Linked DNA regions of Mus musculus: region 2 is linked to region 1. The links are chromatin contacts, called in public Hi-C maps. All regions are on one chromosome and are shown on one strand. The core of a region is the stretch at or near the end of the contact, and the rest is flanking DNA. Distances in the headings are between cores, read along the strand shown.

Region 1 (7,100 bases), core at 1,981-4,480:
CCTCCCTCAAGGGCATAATGTGATATGTGAATCGGATAACTCGTCCGGTGCAATAAGAATTCACTCCTTTGATTATTTTGTCATTAACAACCAAGGGGTGTGACTAGAGGCGGCTTTCCCATTAAGTCAGTAACGGCTTTGTCATCCAGGAAGGTTTGCACCTATACCTGGTGCAGGGATTTTGTTGCTAGGGTTAGAAGGTTTTGAAGAGACTGCACAGTGTGCATACATCGGGGGCCTGTCACCCATTCTTCCTTAGCTGAGGTGCCATCCACCCTCCGTGATGCTGATGCAGCCCTGGGAGCAGATGTATAGCTAGGTTCGGGTCTGGGTTCCAGCCTGTTCACCAGACCCTGGGCTTCTGTTTATGACTAATTGCTTTGTTTGTTCTGTATGAGACACTTAATTTTTTCCCCGTGATTTACTCCTCTTTGTAATTAGGTGTAGTGATTAGAATCTTGTTCCTATTACAATGGAGTTTTGCTTTTAATTCATGCACGTTCACCAGGCCTGTCTCTGTCTGTTCATTGATTGTCCCCAATTGGCTTTTCCCAAGCTGTCATATAAATCACAGTTCAGGGGTGGCTTAGAGACTGATGTGAGTCCAAGGAACCAAAGAGGGCTGACTGGGAATTCCTTTGCATTCAGCTGGGCAGGAGCAGTGTATTCCTGGGGATGAAGTCTCCATAATTGAGGTACAAAGAGTTGCAAATTAATAAATGTCCCTCACCATATTATCCCCTGCATAGCTCCTTTTAAAAATTAAAGATGTTATCTCTCTTGTGCACACAGTACTAAGAAAAGGTGTGGGAAGCAAAAACGAAAATTTATAAAAAAAAAAAATAACTGGTATTTTCTCCTTCTCTTCAGTCGCTTCTGCTATGCATATGTAATGCATGCATTAAAAAGTAAAAATGTTTGCATGGCCCTTTTTGATAGACTAACAGCACACATGTGTCAACTACCCCAAGGTCACTGTCCCGTAAGATCCTGGATCTTAGAGTCCAAGGAAGTGGGCAGTCCCCAGAGTTTCCTTTTTTGTTTTTTGGTTATTGGTTGAATGTGTGTGTGTGTGTGTGTGTGTGTGTGTGTGTGTGTGTGTGTGTGTGACATGCACACACATGAGCCAGAGGTTGACATCAAGCGTCTTCCTTGCTTGCTCTCCACCTCGTTGTTCTGTTGCGGTGGGGTCTCTCCCTTGAACCCAGAGCCTTCTGATTCAGTTGTTCTCCCTGAGCGGCTTCTAGGGATCGGATGTTTCTGTCTCCCGAGTGTTGATTGTCGCTGGGCTGCCCTGTCACATGGGTGCTAGGGACAAGCACTTTACCTGATGAGCCAATTCTCCAGACCTAGAGCTGCCTTTTGTCTATCCAAGAATGCCACGGATCCATTGGTCTAGGGCAAGGTTAGAGTAGGCAGAAGCTGTAGGACTTGTACAGGGAGGTGCTGGGGCCAGAGTGGTTTTAATTCAGCGTTCTTTCCTTCCCTGGCTGTAGCTTTAACTTGCTAGATTCCTCAGTTTGGTTTCTGCTTTCCATTTTTGACTTTTAAAGGTAGCTGACACCAGAGTACTACCTTCTCGGCTTGCTTCTTCCCTGCACAGACCCCCTTCTCTCCTGTCTCTCACTTCCATCCTCTTTCCTGCCGGTGCCTAAGGCCAAGTGCCCAGCCATCATGGCCAGGCCTGGGAAGGGAAGCGCCTGAATTTATCAGGTCTCCTATCTGTTTCTCCCCCCTATAGAGGTTGGACTCAGGCAGGTTTCCCATAAGTGGAGGAGCCAGAGGGGATTGAGTGGAGAGCAATTGAGCTGTAGATGGACCATAGGGTATGCATTTGGTGGGGATAGAGAGATATAAAGCTGGAAGGTAAGTTTGGTCTAACCTGCGCTAGGCCAGTCATGTGAACTTGGACAGGGCCCTGTGGCCAGTAGAATCCTGAAAAGTTTGCAGTGACCCGTGAGGAAAAGTAGGCAGTTACACCCTGACAGAATCAGTAGCAGCCAGAGAAGTGCAGAGCAAGTGAGGGACATGTCAGGAGGGAGGCCTGTCAAAGGAAGGAATACACAGGTCTTCCCTAATACTTGAGGAATATATGCCAAGACTCCCAGTACAAAACCGAACCTGGGGAACTGGGAGGAGTGGAGGGAGGGGAAACTGGTTGGGATGCAATGTCTGAGAGAAGAATTAGGAAAAAAAAAAAAAAAACCAAAAATGGGAACTGAAGATGGATCCATATCCCGTATGCTCTCTCTCTCTCTTTCTCTCTTCATTGCCTTTTCCAATCCTGATGAGTGCGTATCAGGCTATCAGGCCCTGTGGTCTAAACTCTTGCAGTTTAAGATACAACTGCAGGGCTGGTGAGATGGCTCAGTGGGTAAGAGCACCCGACTGCTCTTCCGAAGGTCCGAAGTTCAAATCCCAGCAACCACATGGTGGCTCACAACCATCTGTAACGAGATCTGACGCCCTCTTCTGGAGGGTCTGAAGACAGCTACAGTGTACATTACATGTAATAAATAAATAAATCTTAAAAAAAATACAACTGCAGAAGTAGAGTGAATCCTTCTCTGCTTCACAATTTTCAACAAGTGGACCCTCATGACAGCACTCAACTACCTTTTGTTCATTATTAAATCAAGAACTTTCACCTTTTCACTTAAAAGTGGTGCTGTATAGTTTCTTTTTGGTGTATTTAAGTGTCAGTCTCCCTGCCCTTGTGCTTCGAGACTGCCAGGAGGCCATAAGGGATCTTTGAGCATAAGCACTATAAAACCACGCAGGTGAAATGATAACCAAGATGTCTACCAGGCTTGAGCAGGTGGCCTCAGCCATCTGTATACAGTAAGCAAAGAGGAAACTCACATCCCAGACAGGACAGGACAAAGATCTAGTGAGTTGTTTATTTTTGGAATTTCCTATTCAGTGAACACATGGAGAGTAAAACTGCAGAGAAGAGGAATATACCAGGAAGTCAAGCTCTGAGCCTGGGGGAAAGGGAGTGGGTTGGCATGGGGTGCAGCTTGATATTAAGACACTTGAGAATTTGAGGTCCCAGAATATTGATGTGATAGGCAATGGCGGAGAAATGAAGGGGCCCATTCAAGGACGGGAGTGAGAGGTGAGCACAGAGTGACTGTAGAAGCTGTTCTTCGATGGAGCAGAGCTCAGACAGAGAGAGGGGTGTGGCTACAGGGGAATGGTTGCCGGAAGAGGTGTGGCCACAGGGGAGGGAGGGGTATGATGGTTACAGGGCAAGCTGGATGACACAGCCTGGAGCTATGTGTGTTAAGAGCACGACTGGGATAAAGGGAAAGTTTCAGAGTAGAGCATAAAACCCCTATGATGGAAGCATTGAGAGCAAGTGTGAGTGCTCGGGGAAGTTGGAGAGGGGCCCTCCCAGCGCTCAGGAAGAGAGGCAGGTAGATCTCTGTGTATTCCCATCCAGCCAGGGCTAAGTAATAAGATCCTGTCTAAAAGGGGGTAGAGGGATGGTAGGCCGTCCAGACTTAACTGAACAAGTTAATCAGTATAAACTCATCTCCTAGTCTACCAGAAGCGTCTTGCCTGAATTTCCCAAACAGGCGGTCCATGACTGTGGAGGTGGCACCCGGCTTTGTAAGCAGGGGTAAATGGTCTAAAGTCAGGGCTGTGCCACTTGGTGGATTGTCACATAGCCATTCAAGAGCTGGTGTGTAAGGTGCGATCGGGTGGAAGGACAAGGTGTCGATGCAGGCAGAAGACAGCTTCTGGGGACAACCGTGCTCTGTAGGAACTGAAGACGGGCTTTAATGAGTTTTCCTCTCCGGGGAAGGCACGGTTTTATTCTGTGGCAGAGACTTTTCTAACTACAAACAGCCTTCCTTTCTACCTCCCGGTCCTCTGGCCGTGCCCTACTCTCGGGAGCCACCCTCCCACAGACTCTCTTTAAAAATAGACTTTCATGCATGAAGACGCATCATAATGTAATACTGGTCTTATCTGCACACTTACCCAGCATGAATTTACAAAAGACAGTGGACGGGTCTTCCATATCTCCAGGGCTCACAAAGGTGAGACATTTTCTTTTAAGACATGCTCACCTGCGTCTGGCCACACAGGACCCCAACAGGGCAATTAGCCGTGATCAGAGCTGCCTCCGTGGGAAAGGTGCCCACTCTCCTCCCTGCCTTTCATCTGCCCCAAGCTTCCCTCTCATGATAAATGTTCCAAAAGGAGAGACTTAGGGACCCAGGGAAACCTGTGGGGTCATTATGGCTCATTTGGTAGATGAGAGGGACCTGTAATTTTCCGTTGTGTATTTGTATGCACAGAGATGTGATAAAGACAGCTTGTGGCCTCTTTCGAGTTCCAGATGTCTCGAGAGTGAATAAACAGTGCTTTTTCCTCAGGCTGTGGGTACACTCTTTTTCCTCAGGCTGTAAGTACACTCTTTGGTTTGTCACTGATGCCGTGTTCCCTGGGTATGTTCCGCAAGCAGCCATTTTGTGTTGAGAGGTCTTCCCTGATCGCATAGGGATCGAGGAAAAAGAAGCCTGCCCTTTGGAAAGCATATGCAATCAAAAGATGTCTGCCTTGTTATCTTTCTGGAGATGTTAAGATATTTGCATCTGGATGTGCTTAGCCCGTTTGGTTAAATTTAAGCAAAGATGGAAGCTGTTTTTTGTGCCCATTGAAGAGATGTGTGTGTGTGTGTGTGTGTGTGTGTGTGTGTGTGTGTGTGTGTGTGTGTGTGTGTGTGTAGGGAAGAGGTCAACCAAAAATGTCTTTCTCTCCATCTTTATTTTTGAGACAGGGTATCTCACAGAACCTAGAGTTCGCTAATTCACCTGGAGAGCAAAGCTGGGATCCTCCTAGCTCCTCCCCCTCAGCCCTGATATACAGATGAGCCCCACTTCACTTAGCTGCTTGCATAGATGGGGATCTAGGAGGTCCTTGGATTTAAGATTCTTTTACATTGATTTTTCAGGTTGTTGTTGTTTCTCTGCCTCTTCTTTATCCACGTGTGGTGCGCATGTGAGTCCCTTTCTTAACTCCTCCCGCACTGTATCCAGAAGCATCAAGACCAGGGCTTTGTTCCTATGAATGCAATGCCTCCTCTTCTAAGCAGGGATCTTTACATACTTACTCCACAGAGCCTGCCTCCCATTTGTGTGTTTTCAAATGGTTCAACTGTGAACTCGGATTCAAACTCTGGCACTTTCTTCTGAGTCTCCTTGTGGTGATAAATCTTTGACCTTTGAAAGTGGCTGTGAGTTTTGGAAGCCATGTCCAACCTTAGCTCCAGATGGCTTGTCGCCAAGATCGAGTGTGCTGGTTTTGAATCTAAATGTTATGGAACTCAAAAATAATAATAATAAGACTAGTTATCTTACATGCCTTGAGAACAAACTAGAAGGGAACACCCCCCCCCCCCCCGACAAAGCCTCCCTCCCTCAAATCCAAATTTCCTTAAATGAAGCCAGGACCTTCTACAGTGGTGCCCTTGAAGAGAAGAACAATAGGCATTGGTATCTAATCCCTCTCTCTCTCTTTTGGTTTTTCGAGGTTTCTCTGTGTAGTCCTAGCTGTCCTGGAACTCACTCTGTAGACCAGGCTGGCCTCAAACTCAGAAATCTGCCTGCCTCTGTATCTAATCTCAATGCATTCCTTAGTCACCTAGTCAGAGTGGCATTGTGTGGCTCTTAACCATACATTAGTCATGGGGCCAAGCCACCTGACACCAGATGAAAAGTCAGGGCTTGAACATGTGTTAGTAGTAACTTGCAATGGAGAATTTATCCCTTCAGAGCAGCTACTACGGGTTAGCCAGGGCTATATTGGACGCCAGGTGCTAGGATGAGGGACAGCCACTCTGAGTACTTCATCATTCATTCCCTCCCTTTTGGGCTGGACAGTGATTCACGTGGCCACACACCATGGCAGCACCACCCCTTCATCTGCTGTCCTAGCTGGATGCAGACAGCCCAGAGCTCAGGCTATGCTGGGCCCTGGAAGTTGATGTCCTGTCTCAGTAAAAGTCATCCTGTTTGTTCCAGGAATGACTCAAGTGACAGGAATCTTCCATCTCATTGTTAGTCAATGGATGAAAAAGTTCACTTCAGTGCCACACGGACTATGAGTATTTCACGGGGCATTCAAGGTTTAGTACTAACCTGCAAAGACAGGCGACGGAGTTTCTTTTAGGAAGAGAAGAGAAGCCACCACACAAGAGGACGTATGTCTCTCTTTCTCATTTTTAAAAGTTATTTATTTATTTTTGAGACAGAATTTTGGTTTATAGCCCAGGCTGGTCTCAAACTCACGGTACTCCTCTTTCCTGTGTGGCACAGTGCCTCTGTCAGTCTTTTTGTTTGGTCTTTTTCTTTCAGTAGAGTCTCAAGTAGCCCGGGGTACATGAAACAGACTATGTATTCAAGGATGCTCCTGTCCTGATCTTCCTGACTCTACTTCTCCAGTGCTAGAATTGCAGGCTTGCTGGCATTCCACCTTATTTATGCAGTGCTGGGCTCTAACCCAGGACTTTCTACATACTAGACATGGTCTCTCTCTCTCTCTCTCTCCCCCCCCTCTCTCAAATGGAAGTGTTTATCTTGTGTCATCTTAAATGAAATAAGCCAGACTTTTTTTTACAATGTTGCTGTCTTCAGACACACACCGGAAGAGGGCGCCAGATCTCATTACAAATGGTAGTGAGCCACCATGTAGTTGCTGGGAATCGAACTCAGAGCCTCTGGAAGAGCAGTCAGTGCTATTAACCACTGAGTGAGTCATCTCTCCAGTGCCTCCCACCCCACCAATACATCTCTCTTATTAAGACCTTGTCCAAGCCTGTGGTTTCTCCCAGAAAGTAAAGGTATGGTTCTCAGGCAGCCAAGTGCAGCCCCCAGCACATCAGATGTGCTGATCACTTAGCAGGTCTGAGAGGGAGGCAGGACCCAGAGCTGCAAGGCGGCTGCCGAGAACAACCATAGGGTGGACACAGCTCTGGGTGCTCACCTGCCTCTGTGAGGTGCTGAGTAGCTGGGTCATCCAGATTCTTGTAACTCCTACAGTGAATGACAAGAGGCCACAGGGCTGTCCCTGAGACCCAACCCATTAGA
Region 2 (7,100 bases), core at 2,521-5,020, 59 kb before region 1:
ACTGAGCACCTCCGGTTGTTCGCTTCTCCACATTCCTGCCTGCTGACCCCATCCTGACCCGGGCCGAATGGCTTCTGCCTTACCACATTACATCGTCCCCTGCCATGCTCTCCCCTGCTACAGCACAGCCTCCTCAGGCTCTGACTGCCCTGGATGAGCCTCTCTTCCCTGCTTCCTGACACTACAAATCTCCAGGCTCCTGGACTTTTAGCCCAGGCCGAAGTCCCCCGTTTATATGAGGGGCGTCCGAGTCAGTGCCTGCTAAAGCCTTGCTCCAGGGGAAGGAATTTGGGGCCCATGTTGAGCAGAAGGGTTTCTTGGACATGTTAAGTGACTGCCGTGAAGTTGCCTGCTGAGTTGGTGGCGTTCTGGCTGAAGTGGTGGCACGTCCCCCAGTCCATGTCCACCTGGAACTTCAGAAAGAAGCTTTGTTAGGACATAGGGTCTTTGCAGATATAATTAGTGAGGTTGTGCTGGGCTGGGGCAAGCCCTGTCGCAGTGACTCGTAGCTTTATCAGAGGATGGAAATTGGGCTGAGAGACCTCCTGTGGGCAGGAATGCTCTGTGAAGCCTGCTAGTGATCCGCTCACCGCAGAGGGCTGACCAGCAGTAGACAGTAGGAAAGAGAGAGGCACCATGAAGGTTCTCCTGGAGTCTTCAGAAGGATACGATCCCAGAAACACATTGTTCACTGACATTAATTCTAGAAAAAACGAGACAACAGGGTTGGAGTGTTTGAAGGTACCAGGCGCTGTGCTCACAGGACAGCATGTGGAAACTAGTATCATGGGGAAACCGGTTTGTAAACCGGGAACATGAATTCTGAGGCCAGTGGTTTTTCCCACTGTCTATGGTGGCCTACCCCTGCCTGGTTCATAGACTTTGCCAGCATGGGTTGGGTTTCCCTTGCCCCCAACCAAGCATCATCTGTGGACATCCCCAGCGTCCATCTGTAGAGCTAGTCACACTTAGCCACCACCTCTTCTTCAGCATCCTATTCATCTGCACACTTGTCGCTTTGTGTCACAATGGTGGGTTTTCCTATCTCCTTTCTCAGCAAATTATTTGGGTGGTATAATTTTTTTTTTAAGTACAGAATTTATTTTGTGTAGAATAAAATAAGTTTGAAAGTAGAGTTTTTGCAACGGCAGCTAGTTAATAAGTGGTACGCTGGATTGGGATTAGGCCCTAGTTTTTTAAAAGTGTTATTTGTACTTATTTATACCTGTGAGATGACTCAAGTGGATAAAGGTGCCTGCTACCAAGCCTGGCAGTCTGAGTTCAATTCTCTTAACCTGTTTGGTGAAAGGAGAGAATTCACTCCCCGAGGTTGTCCTCTGACCCCTGTGTGAGCCATGGCACAGCCATAGTAAATACTGACAGTTGTTATTACATTCTTACCTGATTGTATGTGCATTGTGTGTACTGTGGAATGATCCACAGTGGTTTATGTGCCCATCACCTCTAATGCTTTCATAGTGAGTGACTTTACAATGCCCTCTGTAGGCAGTTGTGATATGCGTGACGTGATGTGCTCTGGTTAACTGTAGCTGCTACCATGCTAGCTGAGGAATCGCTGCCGAGTCTTCCTGACTGTGGCTGAAACTTGATGCCCTTTGACTGACTTCTTTCCCTTCCTGGACATCCCACCCCCACCCCTGACAGCTGCTGTTTGCCTAGCTTCTTTTTCTGTCCCAACTTCTTTCAATTCCACGTGCGGGTGTGACCATGTTGGATTTGACTTATTGGAGCTGACTTAGTTCACTGAACATAAGAGTCGTCCTGTAGGGTTGGGTTCACCCATCTGTCACAAATGACAGCAGTTCCCTTTTTTAGAATGGATGACTAACTACTGCCCCCACGTGTGTGTGTGTGCACATGTGCAAACATATGTACACATACACTCTCTTCATCTGCTTTTCCATTGATGAGTACTTCTCTTGACTGTCATAAATAGGGGTGCAGTGGCGTGCTCCCCACAGCTTTTTATTAGGCATCTATAGTCTACCTTCTACACTGCGTCAGCACAGAGGTATTTAACAGTCACTACTTTAGCTTCCGTGGATCATACGTGTTAGTGGAAGGTTAAAGGGAAGGCATGCAGGGAGCAGCAGGTAATAAGAACCTCAGGCCATGTGTTTGGCCATGAAGAAAACAGAAATGGCCCACGTAAGAGATGGTGTTTGGGGTTTCTGGTAATTGGTGCTGAGTGAGTGGACAGGAAGGCTCCCTTAGGAGCTTTGTGAAGTTCTGGGGTACAGTCATTCTCAGCAGAGGGGCATTGAGAATCCCTGTGACGGGATGGAACTTGCTGGTTGAAGAAGCAGAAGGAGGACAAGTGTGTTGAGAACTGTGCCAGGAAGGTTCCCGGTGGCTCACGTGAGCAGCCTTGGGAGCAAAGGGAAGAAGTGGGATTTTTAAGAACCACTGGAAGCGAAGCCTCTGGAAGGCTCTCTTGGCAAACAAAGGACAAAGGCTGTGTTTTTAAAGGTCACCTAGTCCCAGTTCCCTGGGGATTGAGTTGGGGAGACTCAGGGCCACTAGAGGCAACCTGGCCTGAGGCCCAGCCAATCCTTGGGCTGCATCTCTCTCTCTCTAATCCACTGTCCTCCTCCCCTGAGTCCCTTTTGCACTTCAAGTCAATATAGCATGTTTACCACTTAATTAGAAAATCGTTTTTACTGTCCAGAGCCTCACCACTCAGGAAAACTGGGGGATGACTCTCTTTCAAAGGAAGGCCCACTGGGGACATCCCAGGCCCTCCATGATGAGTCTGTTGCTCTTCAGGTGGCACTGAGTGATGGATTTATGTTCCATGTGGGATTGTCTGAGGGGGTAAAGAAACTCACCCTTCCTTGAAAATTCTTTGTGTCTAGGAAGCCCTGTATTTGAGTGTTATCCTAGCTGTGCCTGAGGAGACACCGAAGGGTGGTGATTAGCTCCCCTCAGCACATGGGAGACTGGACGTCTGAGAAGTTGTGGGTCTTGAGTAAGAGTGGAGCCCAGGCCTTGTGAGGCCATGACCCCTGCAGTTATTTCCTGTACTGTCATGGCACTGGTTCAGCCCTTGGGGTAAATGTATGCCTAGGGGAGGGGAACCTAACCCAGTGACCAAACTGTTGAACCCAGGAGAGTTTTGTAATGGATGGTGAAAGCAGGGGAGGCATTGCTGTGCTCTGTAGTGGTGAAGAGCTTTGAAAGGAAATAAACATAGGTGTGGTATCTAGAAGTACCCCTGGGACAAGGAGTTGGCCCTCACTGAGACTCAGTATGCTGATCCATGGAATGGGAGAAAAAATAAAGGCACTGCCTTCTTGGGCCACAGCCAGGAGTGAATGAGCGAGTTTATGAAAGGGACCCAGTCAGGGGCTCAGCACAGGAAGTGCACTCAGTAAATATTTGCCATTATGCAGAACACTGGGAACAGATGATACAGGAATGAAGAATGCCTGATCATAAATTTCTAGGAAAACGGGTGTGCTGGTGTTCTGGGTATTATTGGGTTCTCTGCAAAGTGTGGAACCAAACCGAACCAAAACCGTAATAGCCAGTCTGCAAATGAAGGGAGAGAGATCCAGGCTGGACCTGGCTCAGCTAGGGTGAAACTAGGCAGGCTTCTATGTTAAATAGAAGCTGAGAGATTTGTTCCAGAAAGATGAGCATGGATATGGGCAGCCCAGGATAACTTGGTTTGGGGCAGGGAACCTTCCAGAGTGTACAGAGGTAGAAAGTTGAGTGTAACCTTAGCCGTTAGGGTATGGATTGCTGTGGGGATTCCAGTAAAGCCACTCCTTTGTGACAACTGTGAATCACTAAAGCTGAGGCACCTGCTACCAAGCTTAGAAAACTGACTCTGCTAATTGTCCTTTTACTTCCATGTGCATGCTGTGGTACACGTCTGCTCACACATTTGTACACACGCACACACAAAAACATAAGTTTTAGATTTGGAAGGATTAGCCTTGAGCCCTCCCCAGAGGTTGAGGAGGCCATCACGCCACAAAAATGTGCTCTGGTTTGGAAGGAAACACCCCACCCCCACCCCACCCTGCTTTTTCCCTTCTCCTGGGGTGGGGCTGTGGGGGACTCCAGCCACCTGCTTCTCCCCAGCTGAGAGCCATTTGACACCAGGACATCAGAGAGGCTTGCAGCCTGGAGACTGCTGTGCACACTGCTCCTGAGTCTCCAAAGTGGAATGGGAGACTTGGGTGGCAGGTGACATGTACCCCTGAACCTCAGGAGAGTATTGCCCACCCCACTCCACTCCCCCACAGGGTGGGGTTTGGAATTCCTTGGGAGTGTCTCTGCCAGTTGGTGAGATATATTTTTGGGCAATAACCCAACTTTTGAATTTTTGTTATTTCCCATCCCGGTTCATTTCCTCACAATCAATCAATCAATCAATCAATCAATCAATCTATCTATCTATCTATCTATCTATCTATCTATCTATCTATCTATCTATCTTTCCTCCTTCCTTCCTTCCTTCCTTCCTTCCTTCCTTCCTTCCTTCCTTCCTTCCTCCTTCCTTCCTCCTTCCTTCCTTCCTTCCTTCCTTCCTTCCTTCCTTCCTTCCTTCCTTCCTTCCTTCCTTCCTTCCTTCCTCCCTCCCTCCCTCCCTCCCTCCCTCCCTCCCTCCCTCCCTTCCTTCCTTCCTTCCTTCCTTCCTTTCCTCTCTCTCTCTCTCTCTCTCTCTCTCTCTCTCTCTCTCTCTCTCTCTCTCTCTCTCTAAATCATATTGTAAGTTATCTTTTTAAGACGCTTCCAGTCCCTTTGGGACAAAGTGAGGCAAAAATAAATAAATGAAGGCCCTTGGTTTTCCTTGCATGTCACCCTCACAGATGACTCTGAGCCAGACCTCTTGGGTGCCAGTAGACTGAAACTCACAGTTGCTCTCTGGGAGGAGCTGATGGGAGGAGACTGCTATTCCTGGGGATCTCAGCATGGCAGTGGGGTGGCCTGGGTGTTAAATCAAGGACATATGTGAAGGTCTGGGGAGAGAAAGAAAAGTTGGTTTTCATGGGTGAGCACCTAGCTGAGTCTAATGTGCACAGAAGCCCTTCCTCAAAGCTCTGTCCTTGGCGCTTTCTTTTCTTCCACACGAGACAGGGCTGCATTTTTCTGGCCAGAGGTATGAGGAAAGAAAAGAGGAGGACTTTGTGTTCTTGTGTTACAAGTGGATCAAACAATTCCCGATGGGGCCCTACCAGAAAGTTCACATCCTGTTTCTAGTAGCTGGCTGGCCGTAAAGCATTTCCGCCTTGGTTTTACAGTGTTGAGATTGAATCCAGGCCTTTGGGTCTTCTAGGTGAATGATCTACCACTGAGCTGCAGTCCCTTTCCAGTCTGCTTTATGAGATGGGGTTGTCAGGGCTGTCCTTAAACAAGCTCTGTAGTCCAGACAGCCTTGCCTCAGTCTCTTGAGTAGCCGATTTCTGAGTCTGTATCACTAGGACCTGACTTAATACATGTTCACCCTGCTGTGGAAAGGAAGGTCTGGCCTTTACAGGGCCTAATCTAGAGGGGAAAACTGACAGACCAGCACTACACAGATATGAATCCACTTGTAATTACAGATTGCCGTAGGTGCTGTGGACAGAAAGCACAGGGGCCTCTCTGGGGGAGGCTCGTCCTCTGTAGTCTCTGCCTTCCGTACATTTTCCCAAGTCATGGGTTGGAACCAGTCCCCTGTCCCCTGAGACAAGCCAGGCATCCCTCTGCATAGTGAAAGGGACAAGGAAAAGGAAGGTAGTGAGGACCATAAATTTTCAGTTCCCCACTGGGCCACCTGTCCCAAACAGCAGGGGTCCCATAAGCAACCCTCTGGGGATTCAGTAACGGGTGCCTGCCATTTCTCAGAAGGAGCTGGCCACAGAGATAAGACCACATTGACAAGGGGGGCATAAATTGTTACCTGTGCCCTTGGGGTACCCCCCTTCCTCCATACCCCCTCCTTCCCAAGCTGTGGGGTTGGATTTAGCAACAGGCTTTTGGTTGGCGGGATGGAGAGAGAGCTGACTTTCTGGTGGCTGGGTATAATCACTGAGATGCAGAGTGCTGATAGCGGGAATCAATTTAATTTCTGTTGCTCGGTGACGAAGAGAGGGGGAGGGGCAGGAAGGTCAGGGCTATTTTGAAAGCCACTGTTCAGTTAAGGAAACGGAATATTCCCTCTAAGAAATTTTCAAAATTATGATCTTTCCTGGGTAGAAAAGTTGGAAGTGGGTTGAGGTTGAGGGCTTTCGTCAGAAGAGCAGGGAGGATAGCTGGAACAGGGGGCATAGCCTGGAACACCCCCACACTGTGTTAGGAGGAAACCAGGGCCCTGAGCACGAAGCTCACTGGTCAAGAGGGAGTTAATTGCCTTTTGTATCTGTCCCAGGTCTCAGTGAAGATGTGGACACCTTCCTTAAGTGTCTGATTCCTGAGATGTGTAGAGGTATTTGTTCGGGCTTTGTGCTTTGTGGGGTCTCTCAGGTGGATGGAAAGCTGAGTGGGACTTGGTGGGTCTGGGTGAAGATTAGTTTTCCCTGAGACTGTGACATTTCTGTGGGATTGCCTGACTGGGGGGCATTGCAGAATCACCTTTTTGGCTGATGATAGAAACTGGATTTTTCTCTCTTTCTCCTTCTCCTCCTCCTCCTCCTCCTCCTCTCTCTCTTGATGGGGGGAAGGAGTTTTGAAGGCAGGCCAATCCCAGCCTTATCTGGAAGTAACGTTCGCTATCATGGGCAAGATGGATGTTGAAGATTTTTCTGAGGTGCAGGACAGGATCTTTGGCTTGAAGGGACTTGCAGACCAGAGGATTTAGGGTCATTTCCTGGCCAGTCATTAAGTTCTGTGATAGCCCCATGTCTATACAAGAACCAGAGCGAGGAGTTGCAATGATAAAGAACTAGAGACTTATAACCCAGTGTGGAAAGGGTCTGCCCGAATTCAAATGCTGCTTACAAGGTATCAATGGACGAAGAAAGCTTGCGCCTCTCTCCCGCCCGCAGTCTGGAAGTACTTTATAATCTTGTGCCTGGGATATTTGAGTTATGGGCCGAGCAGTTCAGAATCAGCAAGGCTTCCTGGCTGAGGCATTATGGACTGGACAA

What was found. Hi-C and Micro-C count contacts between places; a contact is called where the count stands out from the background.
Region 2: a contact with region 1 is called in a Hi-C map of pancreatic cancer cells, with 5 times the contacts expected there. The contact joins two enhancer-like sites. A contact is called at or near these places in 2 of 15 datasets of contacts at CTCF or cohesin (large pre-B cells and pro-B cells), 7 of 484 Hi-C or Micro-C datasets (liver, muscle stem cells, nephron progenitors and 3 more) and 3 of 115 datasets of contacts at active chromatin or transcription factors (the 230-238 cell line, double positive thymocytes and pancreatic cancer cells).

Annotation. Positions count from the first base shown.
Region 1 is chr11:88,494,796-88,501,895 of GRCm38.p6, reverse strand. All of the region lies in intron 6 of Msi2 (musashi RNA-binding protein 2), which reads left to right. Among named protein-coding and RNA genes, the nearest start is that of 0610039H22Rik, 120 kb to the left of the region's middle. Within about 2 kb of position 3,230, at least 58 of the 459 cell types and tissues checked have an H3K27ac peak or open chromatin away from gene starts, as enhancers often do. A contact at or near this core is called in muscle stem cells and pancreatic cancer cells, where this site is marked.
Region 2 is chr11:88,554,286-88,561,385 of GRCm38.p6, reverse strand. The region is part of intron 6 of Msi2 (musashi RNA-binding protein 2); the gene reads left to right. Among named protein-coding and RNA genes, the nearest start is that of 0610039H22Rik, 61 kb to the left of the region's middle. Within about 2 kb of position 3,770, at least 83 of the 459 cell types and tissues checked have an H3K27ac peak or open chromatin away from gene starts, as enhancers often do. A contact at or near this core is called in muscle stem cells and pancreatic cancer cells, where this site is marked.